Linked DNA regions of Ovis aries: region 2 is linked to region 1. Evidence: chromatin contacts called from public Hi-C data. All regions are on one chromosome and are shown on one strand. Each heading gives the region's core, a stretch centred on a gene start, on an enhancer-like site or on the middle of the called end of the contact. The rest is flanking DNA. Distances are from core to core; before and after follow the strand shown. Region 1 overlaps MAPT (microtubule associated protein tau). Region 2 holds the start of CDC27 (cell division cycle 27).

The links. Hi-C and Micro-C count contacts between places; a contact is called where the count stands out from the background.
Region 2: a contact with region 1 is called in a Hi-C map of hypothalamus, with 4 times the contacts expected there. The contact joins the promoter of CDC27 here to the enhancer-like site in region 1. A contact is called at or near these places in 6 of 16 Hi-C or Micro-C datasets (hypothalamus, liver, muscle and 2 more).

Annotation. Positions count from the first base shown.
Region 1 is chr11:45,732,438-45,738,280 of ARS-UI_Ramb_v3.0, forward strand. It overlaps MAPT (microtubule associated protein tau), which reads left to right. Exons shown (of 9, transcript XM_042256134.2): 7 at 3,764-3,845; 8 at 5,359-5,471. Among named protein-coding and RNA genes, the nearest start is that of MAPT, 110 kb to the left of the region's middle. Within about 2 kb of position 1,909, at least 23 of the 54 cell types and tissues checked have an H3K27ac peak or open chromatin away from gene starts, as enhancers often do. A contact at or near this core is called in hypothalamus, liver and tail adipose tissue, where this site is marked.
Region 2 is chr11:45,985,673-45,992,149 of ARS-UI_Ramb_v3.0, forward strand. It overlaps CDC27 (cell division cycle 27), which reads right to left and starts at 2,563. Exons shown (of 18, transcript XM_060395748.1): 1 at 2,428-2,563. The coding sequence starts at 2,454.

The sequences.
Region 1 (5,843 bases), core at 659-3,158:
TCTCAACCTGGTGGACCCCCACCTCCGAGGTGCTCTCTGACCGGGGAGGCCGCCCTACTGCAATCCTCCTGGAAAGGGAAGAGCCACTTCTGATGATCTGTTTTGTAAGCCCAGGGCTGTAAGGTGGGGTCCATCTCCAACCACTCACAGTTCTGGAATGCTCCCCAGGGAGGTGTGAATCAGCCTGCCCTCCTCTCCCCAGGCCTACAGCCAGGCAGCGAGTGTGTTTGTGCGGGCAGACACGTCTGGGTGTGGTGTGTCACTCATCCTTTTTTCTGGCTGTCAAAGGTGCAGATAATTAATAAGAAGCTGGATCTTAGCAACGTCCAGTCCAAGTGTGGCTCAAAGGATAATATCAAACACGTGCCAGGAGGCGGCAGTGTGAGTACCGTCACACTTTCCAGCTGTGGTTCCGGGTTTGAGAAGTGGCATGAGTGTTTGTACTTGCGAGACATTGCATAGAATAAACCATGCTCAGGTGCAGAGTCTACCAGGTCCCCAAGTAAATGCAGCCCAGACGCCCCTCACCCACAGGTCCAGGAGGGGTGCCCTGTTGCATGGGCAGATCGAGTGACTGGTCCTCTGACCCTTTCCTGGAAGCGGGGTCCTCCCAGCCCCATTGTCGCGCCCGGTCACGGGGAGCCCCACAGCCCATGTGAGTTAGAGCTGAAGGTGGTGGCACCTGAGACTGGGCTCTGACACCACCTCCTCCATCACCTGGGTAGGTTCACTTTAAGGGGCTCCACTGGGAACAGCTGGGCCACACCAAGGTCTTTACAGTCCTGCCTCGGGACAAGCAGAGGCCGCCAGGTTCTGCTCCCGTTTGTCTTCTGCAGGTCTGCGAGGGATGAGCTGATTCGTAAGCCTCTTGGCTCTTGTTGGAAAACAGTTCCACCCCTGGCGGAAGCTCCAGATGCGAAAGAACCCAACAGAAGTACAGGGAGCGGCCCGCAGCTGAGGGGGGACAGAAATGCTGCTTGGAGCCCTTTGACATTTGGCTGCCTCCAGGTGTCCCTGGGGACTCCCTGCGGCCCCACTGGATGCATCCCTGAGATTTGGGGCTGGCATCCTCATTCTTGCCTGCCCACTTGATCAGCTCTGGCGGGATCTTCCAAGTGACCAAACTAGGTGCAGATTCGGCATCCTGAGGCTCGGCCCCCCTTCTCCACAGCCCTCTTGCTCCGCCAGCCTCTCTTGGTCCGCCATAGGCAAATGTTGAAACACTCTGGGGAGCAGGAGATTCAAGCCCCTTTGACGTCCACCCCTCGGGAAAAGGATGGCTTGTGAGAGCAGGCATCTGGTCCCCAGCTGGCAGCGCTGGGGAGAGGGTGGTTTATAGGACAGTGGAAGCCCTGGGGGGTGTGCTTTGTCCAGAAAGTACCCAGCCTCTACCCATACATCATCCACATCCAGACCTGAGGGTTTATTCTTGCAATGTGCTGCTGCCTCCCGCCCTGGGCACCCGGGGCGGGCTCTGCGAGTGGCCCCGGGAGTGGTGGGCACTCACCCCGAGGCTGCTGCATGGTGCTTCACTAACGCTTCCCTCACCAGTGTCTGCTCAGTGTCCCCCCTGCCCAGTGCCCCCCGTCCCTGCTCTCCTGTCCCACTGCCACCTTGTCTTCTACCAAGAGAAGGGGTGGGGCCCACCTGCACCCGCTGCCAGCCTGACCACGGGCTCTGGGTGACATTGCTGTTTTAGCTTTGACTCCTGGCTTCCCTGCCGAAAGCGGGCTTCAGCCAGAGCAGGAAAGACATGTGTTTTCCGGTTTAACTCGTGTCTGGTCGGCTGATGGGAGGTTGTGCTGCTGGGGCTGGAGGCGTGGGGTCCAGCGGCCGCAGTCAGCAGACCGCAGTTTCCAGCGGAAGCTTGGGGGAGGGGGTACATGCCAGCTGCTGGGAGGGCAGTGCCTAAGACCTCGAGGGACTTCCCCAGGAGAACCTCCCGTCTGTCCTGCACTCTGTGGGCCGGCGGACTAGCCTGGGACCCGGCAGAGAGCCACAAGATGTTGGCTCGTGACCGCTGCAGTAGGAGCTGCCATAGCTCTTCTTCTGGTGAAAGGTGGCTGAGGGTGATAAGTCCCTGCGCAATGTCAGCCTCAAGCGCTTGGGGGGCTGTGGGCCCCTGGCCTGGCAGGGAGCCCCTCCTCAGCTTGGATGTAACTCCCCAGCAGGCAGGCCCTGCTCCTTCCCGCGGTTCTCCCTGCCTCCTTATTGACTCCCGGCTTCACTCCGGAGCCTGGCTTCCTCCCTCCCCAGCCTCAACCGCCTGAGCCCTCCCTGTCGTGGCTCCCCCGCCCTCCCCCATTTCTCTCCCCTCCCCTTCCCTCCCCCTCCATCATGCCTTCCCCCTTTCCTCCCGGCCAATCCAGGCTCTCCCTTCTACACAGCGCCACCCTCCTCCTCCGCAACTGATTACGCCTTCACCCCCCCCAACCCCCCCCACCAAACTGAGGCTGAAAAGAGGAGAGGGAAGCCTCGCACACACCAGCCTTTGCTATCTTGCTCCTGCGAGGAAAGGGGCTAGTTTCCACAGCTCCCTGTCTCCCCAACTCCAGCACCCCACCTGGAGCGCAGGCTCAGAACCCCTCATTAACCCACCCACCCCCACAGGCGCGGGCTCCCCGCACCTCCCTCCCCACACCTAGGCACACAGGCCGCGTCCCCTGGTCAGCCTCCATCAACTCTGCCAGTAATCGACAAATGCCAACATGATTTTGATTAACGTAATTTGGGGTTATTCCAGATGATTTAGACCTAAGTAAAAACTCCTCTTTGATGTGCTTGTTAAACCCATTCTCGGGCACGAGGCCATTCCTCTCTCCAGGTAACTCCAGGGCGGGGAGCAGGAGCCCACTGGCTCAGTGGTGATTGGCCTGTGTCCTCAGGTGACCTCACACAAGGGACGTGTCACCCCGTGACCATCAGGGGCCCCAACAGTCATGGTTTTGTGCAGACTTCCTCAAGGAGACCCCCTCTGCTGAAGCTGGGTCCCTGTGGGGGTGTCTCCTCCAGGCGGCTGGGGGGTGGCTGTGTGGCTGGGCCACATGCTGGACCCTCAGGCCGGCTCTGAGCCCTGGGGCCCTTAGGCCTCCCCGCGTGCGTCTGCTGAGTCTCCTTGAGACACTAAACCCGTGATTCCTGCTGTGCCGCCTGACTGTCCTGCTCGTGTTGCTTTGCTCTTTTCGGTAAAGAGCCTAACTGTCCAGGACGCTGTGTGCCCAGGCGCAGCTTGGCGCTTCACCCTTCCCGGGTCGCCGAAGTGCTCTTCCCCGCTCGCTGACCATCGTTGTTCTGCTCTGGGGTGCCTGGGGTTCGTGAAGCTTCTCCTGGGAGAAGGTGCTCCTAACCACCCCACCCCGCCCTCTGCTCTCAGAGGCCCAGCAGACACGGCTATCTTGCTTTGCCAAGATTTTTCAGCTGCCGCACACACGGACCCCTTCTTTCTTTCTGTCGTCACTGAATGCGATCTGTCGATTTCATGTCAGGAAAGATAATGACCTTTTCACGTGTGTTTGCCAAACCAGTGCCCAATGGAGCGGTAGCCCTGTATTTCTCTGAGGGTCCTTGTCCTATGGGATCGAAGGCACTCCGTTTATTTCACTCCCAGGGCAGGCTTGGCAGAATTCCAACACATTTTCCCTTCCATGCTAGTTCCTCGTGGCAGACCGGAAATGCTGTCCGAGCAGGGCCTGCTGATTTTCATTGTTTCACTCCCAGCAAAATCAATCCTGTTTTACTCTCTCTCGTTCTCTCTCCCCTCCAGGTGCAAATAGTCTACAAACCAGTGGATCTGAGTAAGGTGACCTCCAAGTGTGGCTCATTAGGCAACATCCATCATAAGCCAGGTAGCTCTTGTAGAAGGCAAGACGGGGCGGGGTGGTCAGGGGGTGGGGCCGGCCGGGGCGGGGCCTTCTCCGGAAGTGGCTGGGAAGGATGGATGGGATGGGCCATCAAGGAGAGTGTTGGGGGTGGAGCTTGCTGGGGCCTGGGAGGTGTGGCTCTGTGTGTAGCTCTGGAGCGGGACCAGGATGCCCAAGACAAAGTAAGAAGAGAGGGCAGATGCTGAGCTAAACTCTGACCCGCGGCCCTCCAAGCGGGCTGCGCACAAGGCCTCTGAAGCTGGGGAAGAACCTGATCTGGCTCCCGAAGACTGGCTCTGTGGATTTGGTCCCCAGTTTGGTCCTCAGCCAAGAGGAGGGACATTTCACCCACTGCTCCAGCTACAACATTGGACTCCTGGGTCTTGGCCATGTCCCCGCTGAAATGATAGTGTGGAACTCTCCATGCGCACCCTTCCCCTCTCCATCTCATGCCCTGCAGAAATTGGTGCTGCCTGTAGGTCTTCCTGCAACAGTGCAAACGTTCTGTACCTGTCCTGTTCACTGTGGTAGCCACTCCCCATATGCGGCTGTTGAGCATTTGAAATGTGGCCGGTGCAGTTGAGGAAATGAACCAATTTTATGTAATGAAACTTGAGAAATTCCATGGCGGTCCAAAGGTTAGGTCTTGGCACTTTCACTGCCGGTCCCAGGTTCATTCCCTGATCCGGGAGCTAAGATCCCACAAGCCGTGTGGTGTGGCCAAAAAAATTAAATTAAAATTTAAAAATAAATAAAATTTAAGTAGCCACTGGCTACCATCTTGGAGAGCCCAGATCTAGATTCTAACTCCTGCCTGAGAGTCCAGAGCAGGGCTTCTCCATTAGGTCCTCTCCGGGGCTTGAACCATTACATTACTGCAGGAAGAGAGATGGTCAGAAGTGCAGTCTAGAATGTCATTATTTTCTGTCTTGGACATTTGGGGGGAGTTGAGTCTCTCTGCCTCTCCTGGGGCCACCATCCCATCACACTGTGGAGCAATTTTGTTGAGTGGCTTTATCCTTCCAAAGAAAGTAATGCGGTTCATCTCTTCCTCAGGTCATGTCTCCCACACTTGGACAAGGCATCAAGTGTCTGAGGAGGGAGAGAATGTCAGGGCCCTTCCCTGTGAAAGGTGCACTTTGCCCTTCAGTTTAATTCCGAGGTCTTACAGGATGTTGGCATAGAAGGCTCCACTCCTTGGAAGCCTACCAGTTTAGAATTCAGAATCATTTCTCTTGAACTGAGCTGTCCTTTACCTTTGCACTAAGGCAGAAGGGTTTGCTGAGTAGATATTTGATGTACACCCTGATTAGTGAGATAAAAAGAAAAAAATGAAGATGAAGCAAATTGTTTTCAAGCCCTTTGGTAGGACCTACTTGTTCCAAACCACACTCTAAATAAAAGCTGGTCTTAGCTCCTCCTCAAGGTCAGCGTCTGCATGCGGTCACTGGCTTAGCCCTCACTCAAGGCTCGGCGCCCTTTGTGTGTTGTGTTCCAGGAGGTGGCCAAGTGGAAGTAAAATCTGAAAAGCTGGACTTCAAGGATAGAGTCCAGTCGAAGATTGGGTCCCTGGATAACATCACACACGTCCCTGGCGGAGGGAATAAAAAGGTAAAGGGGCGGGGCAGAGGCTGTAACAAAGTCCAGTGTCTCAGCAGGAGAGCAGAGGGTCCTGTGCTGACTGGCTTGATGTGGATTCTCAGCTCCTTGCGGGGATCCACCTGGGCTGCCCTTTGCCGTCCTTGGGAGCTTTAACAGCCGTGATGCCACAGGCCCCCCACCTTGGAGATTCTGACTAGTTTGTCTCAGGAGCCATCTAGGTGCCTGGAGTGGAGCTTTTAAAGCCCCCAGGTGACTCTTCAGTGCAGGTAAAGGTGAGAGCTACTGCCCTCGGCCCTGTGGTTGGCCAGCACCCCCAAAAGGAATTAGCCATTGCCAAAGCCAGCCTCAGTCACCAAGAGCCAGTCATGGGAACATGACCTA
Region 2 (6,477 bases), core at 1,313-3,812, 250 kb after region 1:
CATGTTTAAGCTTTAAAAAAAAAGAAAAACTCAGTTGCTCATCTTTTCTCTCAACTTTTTTCTATGCCTAATAACAATGGCACCCCACTCCAGTACTCTTGCCTGGAAAATCCTATGGATGGAAGAGCCTGGTGGGCTGCAGTCCACGGGGTCACTAAGAGTCGGACACAATTGAGCGACTTCACTTTCACTTTTCACTTTCATGCTTTGGAGAAGGAAATGGCAACCCACTCCAGTGTTGCCTGGAGAATCTCAGGGACGGCGGAGCCTGGCGGGCTGCCGTCTATGGGGTCGCACAGAGTCGGACACGACTGAAGCAACTTAACAGCAGCAGCAGCAGCAACAACACTTCAAACCCTGAGACAACCCTCAAAAGGACACACCTTTCCAACTTACTCTCATTCCTCTACAAATACAAGCAATCACTTATTATAGTTTAAAAAGCCAGTGTTGATTGTTCTCCTATTGCTCTAGATCCCTTCTTGAATGGCTTCTTATACTAAAAATTAGAACCAAAATTCTCACCTAATTATATCCTAAAACTTATTACCACTGTCAGTGGCTTGTGTGTGGGGAGTAGACAAATTTGACTCTTGAGCCCTAAAAATATCTAAATGCATTACTGCTAAGAGTACTTTAATGAAAAACAGAAAACTTGATGTGTTTATCACAGAAGGAATATCTTTATCAAGGAATTGGCTACATATTTATCTCCATGCTTTTATGCAAATTAGGTGGCTCTGGTTATAAAGAACCCGCCTGTCAATGCCAGAGATGTAAGAGACACAGGGTTGATTCCTGGATGGGGAAGATCCCCTGGAGGAGGGCATGGCAACCCACTCCAGTATTCTTGCCTGGAGAATCCCATGGACAGAGAAGCCTGGCAGGCTACAGTCTACAGGGTCGCAGAGAGTCAGACACGACTGAAGTGACTTGCCACAGATGCACAGGCTATCCATAAAACTAGTTTATCATCTTAGAAGCCATATCTATAAGGCAAAGGTATCATTAATTGTTAAGACAAAATAACAAAAACATGAAACAGAAATTAAACAACTTGAGTAATCTGCTTATCCATTTTAGAAGGTATAGATAGCAACTTACAATTTCACCTTAGGTCTCAAAAAAAAAAAATTAAAAAGGGACTCTTTACTAGTAAATTTGGATGGAAAGAAACAGCTTTGAAAGCACCAGTATAATGTACAAACAGAACTGTTGGTACAATTCTGTACAGAAGACAGAATCCCACATTACACTAATTAAAAAATTAATAGCTGCTACATGTAAACAGCTAAAGAAAGAGCCAACTAGGAGTAACTGGTATTTCATCCTGTGATGAAAAAAATTAAAGAAATATGGAAGGAGTGATGTAGTAAAATATTTTACTATTTGATATCACAGGTCTTTAAGAGTAACATGAAGCAATTTCTAAAATCGGTTTGCTTTCAAAATAAAGTGCATGACTCAATGACATCAGCTGATAGAGGTCAACTCTTCTAATCAAGTCAAAGATCATATGATAGGGTAAAAAGTCTCCCAGACCTGGTCCATCACCAAGGGACAAAAGATTTAGTTTCTTCAGATGGCAGGAGGGGGAAATGACTTGGCACCGCATCACACCCTTAAAATCCAATAGGGTTTTCTTACATGCCAACAGAGCACTGTGCGTCAAAGCAAACCTTGGTGTAGTATGGATGGAAAAATCATGATTTGTCTTTCATTTCCTGAACGCCTTATAAACATGCACAGTAAAACACTCCTGATCCCCATCACAGGTCATGGAAAAAACCGATTTGCTGTTTCCAACCCCTCCCCTTGTATAGGTGCTTGCGCCTCTGCACTGGGCCTTGGGGTTCTCTTCGCAGATCATTGTCCGGAGGGAAACTGAGTGAACGAGGAAAGGCAACGTGGGCTAGACAGTTTGTCAGCAAAACAGAAATCAGTATTAAAAACACCGATCCTACCCTCCCTCCACTTTCTCCTAGAAAACAAAAACAAAACCAACACTCGCCCCGCAAACTTGCCCCACCATTATGAAGATCGTACAGGCGCTGATCAAATGTGCGTCCCAACCATCCTTGGGCAAGAGAGCACCTGGGGCGAGTTTTCGGCCCCTCATCGCTCACCCGGGCCCGGGCCCAGCCCCTGGGCTGACAGGAGGGGCTCGCCCGACATTGGCCCGGAGGGAAAAGGAGGGATTATCGCCGAACTCCACTCACACCCGGGGAAGAAGTAACGCAGGGCCAGAGGGAACGCTGCTGAGGCTGCGGGCAAGGCCTCGGAACTGACGAGAAGACTGGCAGGAGCCGGCGTCAGGTGAAGCGGGAGAAGCAGCAGGGCCTAGGCCGCACCAGGCCGCGAAGTGGCCATACGCCGCTTCCCGACCGAGGCTGCGAGCCAAGCCTCAGGGAAGAGGGTTACCATTACCTGGACGGGTTCCTGCAGCACCGTCATCCTGGAGGTTCAGGCCCACTTTCTGCAGTGCCTCAGGCCCCCCCCGTAGCGACTCCGGCCCGGCCAGCCCCGGCTCATTTAAACTCACCAGCGACCGTTACCGGGGGATGGGGGAGGCCGAGCGAGAGCCGAGTACCTCCGAGCGGGACACGGAAAAACCCGAAGTGGAGAGACGCGCGCGGGAGCCAGACGGAAAGGCCCGAAGGAGACCGGAAATACCCGAGGTGAATCGGCGGAGGAGAACACCGTTGCCGGAAGTTGTCGAGGAGTACCGGAGACGACCGAGCGTGATCCAAAGCGTATGTTCCTCTTCTCGATCACGCCTTCACTCACGCACGCCACGCCCCGTCGGCCCTTGGGCAGGGGCACGCCCAATCGGTAACCAATAGGCTGGGCGTGGCGTGCTGGAGTCGGCCGGGAGCGTTACGTGGCCAGGCTTCAATCTTGATTCGCCGTTCAAGCTTGCTGGATTAATTGGTGCGGGATTAAGCAGAGGGTTAAACTCAAGAGTTTGGGGCTGATTTTAATTAATTAAGAGATGTCTGTCGGTTAAGTTTATGTCATTTATCCATTCCTGAACTCTTATTCATGGCTCAAAGGGAAATAGGAAATTGGAAAGACTTCCCTTTCACTTTTCACTTTTATCATTGGAGAAGGAAATGGCAACCCACTCCAGTGTTCTTGCCTGGAGAATCCCAGGGACGGGGGAGCCTAATGGACTGCCGTCTATGGGGTCGCACAGAGTCGGACACGACTGAAGCGACTTAGCAGCAGCAGCAGCAGCCACTATTTAAAGATTCAATTTGACCCCTCTCCTCAGATTACGGTCTGTTTAACGGAAAAGTAATGTAACAAAGAATGTTATATTATGTGATACCCATTATAAGTGATGTAAAAATCCAGAAGAGAGGAAAGGGAAATTAGCGTTAAGATGAGAAAGTCTCTGAGAGAGAGACTTTATTTTGGGGGGGCTCCAAATCACTGCAGATGGTGATTGCAGCCATGAAATTAAAAGATGCTTGCTCCTTGGAAGAAAAGCTATAACCAACCTAGATAGCATATTGAAAAGCAGAGACATTACTTTGCCAACAAAGGTCCATTTTATCAAAGCTATGGTTTTTCCAGTGGTCATGTATGGATGTGAGAGTTGGACCACAAAGAGAGTTGAGCCTGGAAGAATTGATGCTTTTGAACAGTGCTGTTGGAGAAGACTACTGAGAGTCCCTTGGACTGCAAGGAGATCTAACCAGTCCAACCTAAAGGAAATCAGTCCTGAATATTCATTGGAACAACTGATGCTAAAGCTGAAACTCCAATATTTTGGCCACCTGATCTGAAGAACTGACTCATTTGAAAAGATCCTGATGCTGGAAAAGATTGAAGGTGGGAGGAGAAGGGGACGACAGAGGAAGAGATGTCTGGATAGCATCACCGACTCAATGGACATGAGTTTGAGCAAGCTCCGGGAGATGAACAGGGAAACCTGGCGTGCTGCAGTCCATGGGGTCACAAAGAGCCGAACACTACTGAGGGACTTAAATGAAGATGAGAAAAGCTGCTGCTAAGTCGCTTCAGTCGCCTCCGACTCTGCACCAGGCTCTGCTGTCCCTGGAATTCTCCAGGCAAGAACACTGGAGTGGGTTGCCGTTCCTTCTCCAATGCATGAAAGTGAAAAGTGAAAGTGAAGTGATTTTTAGGTGGCCAGATCATGGAAAATCTCAGAAACAGGGCAGAAATGTTTATTCTTGATAGGAGAGGCATTGTGACGTATTGGGAAATCAGGAGGTTGGATTTCAATTTTATTTCTGACACTATTAGCTTTAGGTCCTTAGGCAAGCACAACCTCACTGAACTTGTATTTCTTTAGTTTAAAAACAACCATTAAGAGGACAAAATACATTAATGTATGTGACTGTCTAACACACATAGTGAGTGAGTGAGTGAAGTCGCTCAGTCGTGTCCAACTCTTTGTGACCCCATGGACAGTAGCCTACCAGGCTCCTGTGTCCATTGGATTTTCCAAGCAAGAGTACTGGAGTGGGTTGCCATTTCCTTCTCCAACACACATAGGAGGCTCTCAAATTTCCTTCCTATTACTTCTCCCCCTAAAGTGTGTGAACAGGGAACTATTAAAATTTTAGTTTTTGGTAGATGAGAAAAACAGTCTTTGCAATATTTTTAAAATTGAAGTATAGTTGATTTACAAGATTGTGCTATTTTCAGGTGTATAGCAAAGTGATTCAGATATGTATTTTTTCAGATTATTTTTCCACTATAGATTATGCAAGATATTTTTTATAGTTCCTGTGCTATATGGTAAATCCTAGTTGCTTATCTATTTCATGTATAGTAGTTTGTATCTATTAACCTCATGTTCTTAGTTTACCTTTCTTTCCCTCCCTTTTCCCTTCCATATCCATAAGGTTGAAGAAAACACTTTTTGAAGGTTAACTTCCTAATCAGGGCATTTCTAGGCTAGATGTGGGACTTCAATTTTAAAAATATTGCGAAGACTGTTTTTCTCAATAGTGTATTCCATTTGTGTGGATATTTCTCTTTCTGGTTCTAACATTTTATGTAGATGAAATCAGTTTAGAATGGGTCACTCCCTTCCTTTGGGTGTTGCTGTGGGGGGGAGCGGTGGCGTGGGTGTTTTATTTTGTTGACAGAGCTATATAGCCTTTACTGGCGGCCGTCTCTATTCACTGCTTGTGTGCTTGTAGCCCCAGAAAGGGTAAGGTGATCTTATGCAGCCCTGTGCCTGGCAGGGTTGGGCTGGGTGAATTAGGGTGGGAATAGTGTCCAGTATGGTAGTCACTACCTAAAGTTTAGTTAAAGTCAAGTAAAATTTAAAATGAAGCTCTTCAGATGCCCTATCCCCATTCCAGGGACTCAGTAGAGACATGTAGCTAGTGATTCCCACACTGGATAGCACGGGTACAGATTATTACCGTCATTGGCTTGATTAGGACTGTAAGATCCAAGATGGCTTCACTCACATGTTTGGGCCCTTGGTGCTGGTTGTTGGCTGAGCCCCTTATTTCTCTTCCACATGACTTCACATCAGTCAGTCGTCTGACCATAACTTCTTGACTTGGCACCTGGCAACCAAGAAGGCAAAACCAGAAGCTGTAAGGCCCCTTAAGGCCCAGGTCTGTAAGTCAAGCTCCATCACTTCTAGTTGGTCAAATTAAGACACAGAGGCCGACTGGATTCAACTGGAGGAGAAATAAGAGTCCACCTGTAGATGGGAAGAGTGGCAAAGCGACAATGCAAAAGGCATGTGCCACGGGAAGGATCGATCATCTTTGAAAACAGTCTACGAGGTTTGAGATGCCAAATGAGAGAATCTGGTAGGGGCATGGAAAGAAAGTGTGTGTAGGGGGGTAATTACTCCTAAAATGTGACACAGTATTACTCTTAAAATGTGCCGCTTTAACTGACCACAGCACTCCAGATTTATTCCAATGAATTCAGAATACAATAGAACTCATGCTTTTATTATCTGGATGACTTCTATTAAAGTGGGCTAAAAGTTTTACTTACATAACTCTGATCCTGCTAAGCTTTTGGTCATTTTACAGACACACAGCACTTTTTCACACAACAGGCTTCCAAGTCATGTACCTGAGCATTTGATTCTTGTAAATTTCAATGTAGAAACTTACAACACAGGATATATAAAGCAGATTTTCGTGTGTATGAAAATGTGTGTCTAGACTCAGCATTTAGAGATTCTGTGATGTTTGTCACGCTGGCTCATAAGCTTAGAATTTGCCTAAAGTCCCACTTCGCACCCCCATACCCTTTTTGTCTTTTTTCAGAAAAAGAGCATCTCTTTTCTGACCATTGGTCATGGGCTAACACATCTGTTGTGGTTTTGTGCTCATTCACAGCAAGACCACATTTGTTTGAAATTGTGCTTCGATGGACTGTTTTAGACCATTTTTACTTCCTTTTCTATTCCTGATTGACCTACTTAAACTCACCATCCAGCAACTACTTGGGCATCCTGCCGTCACC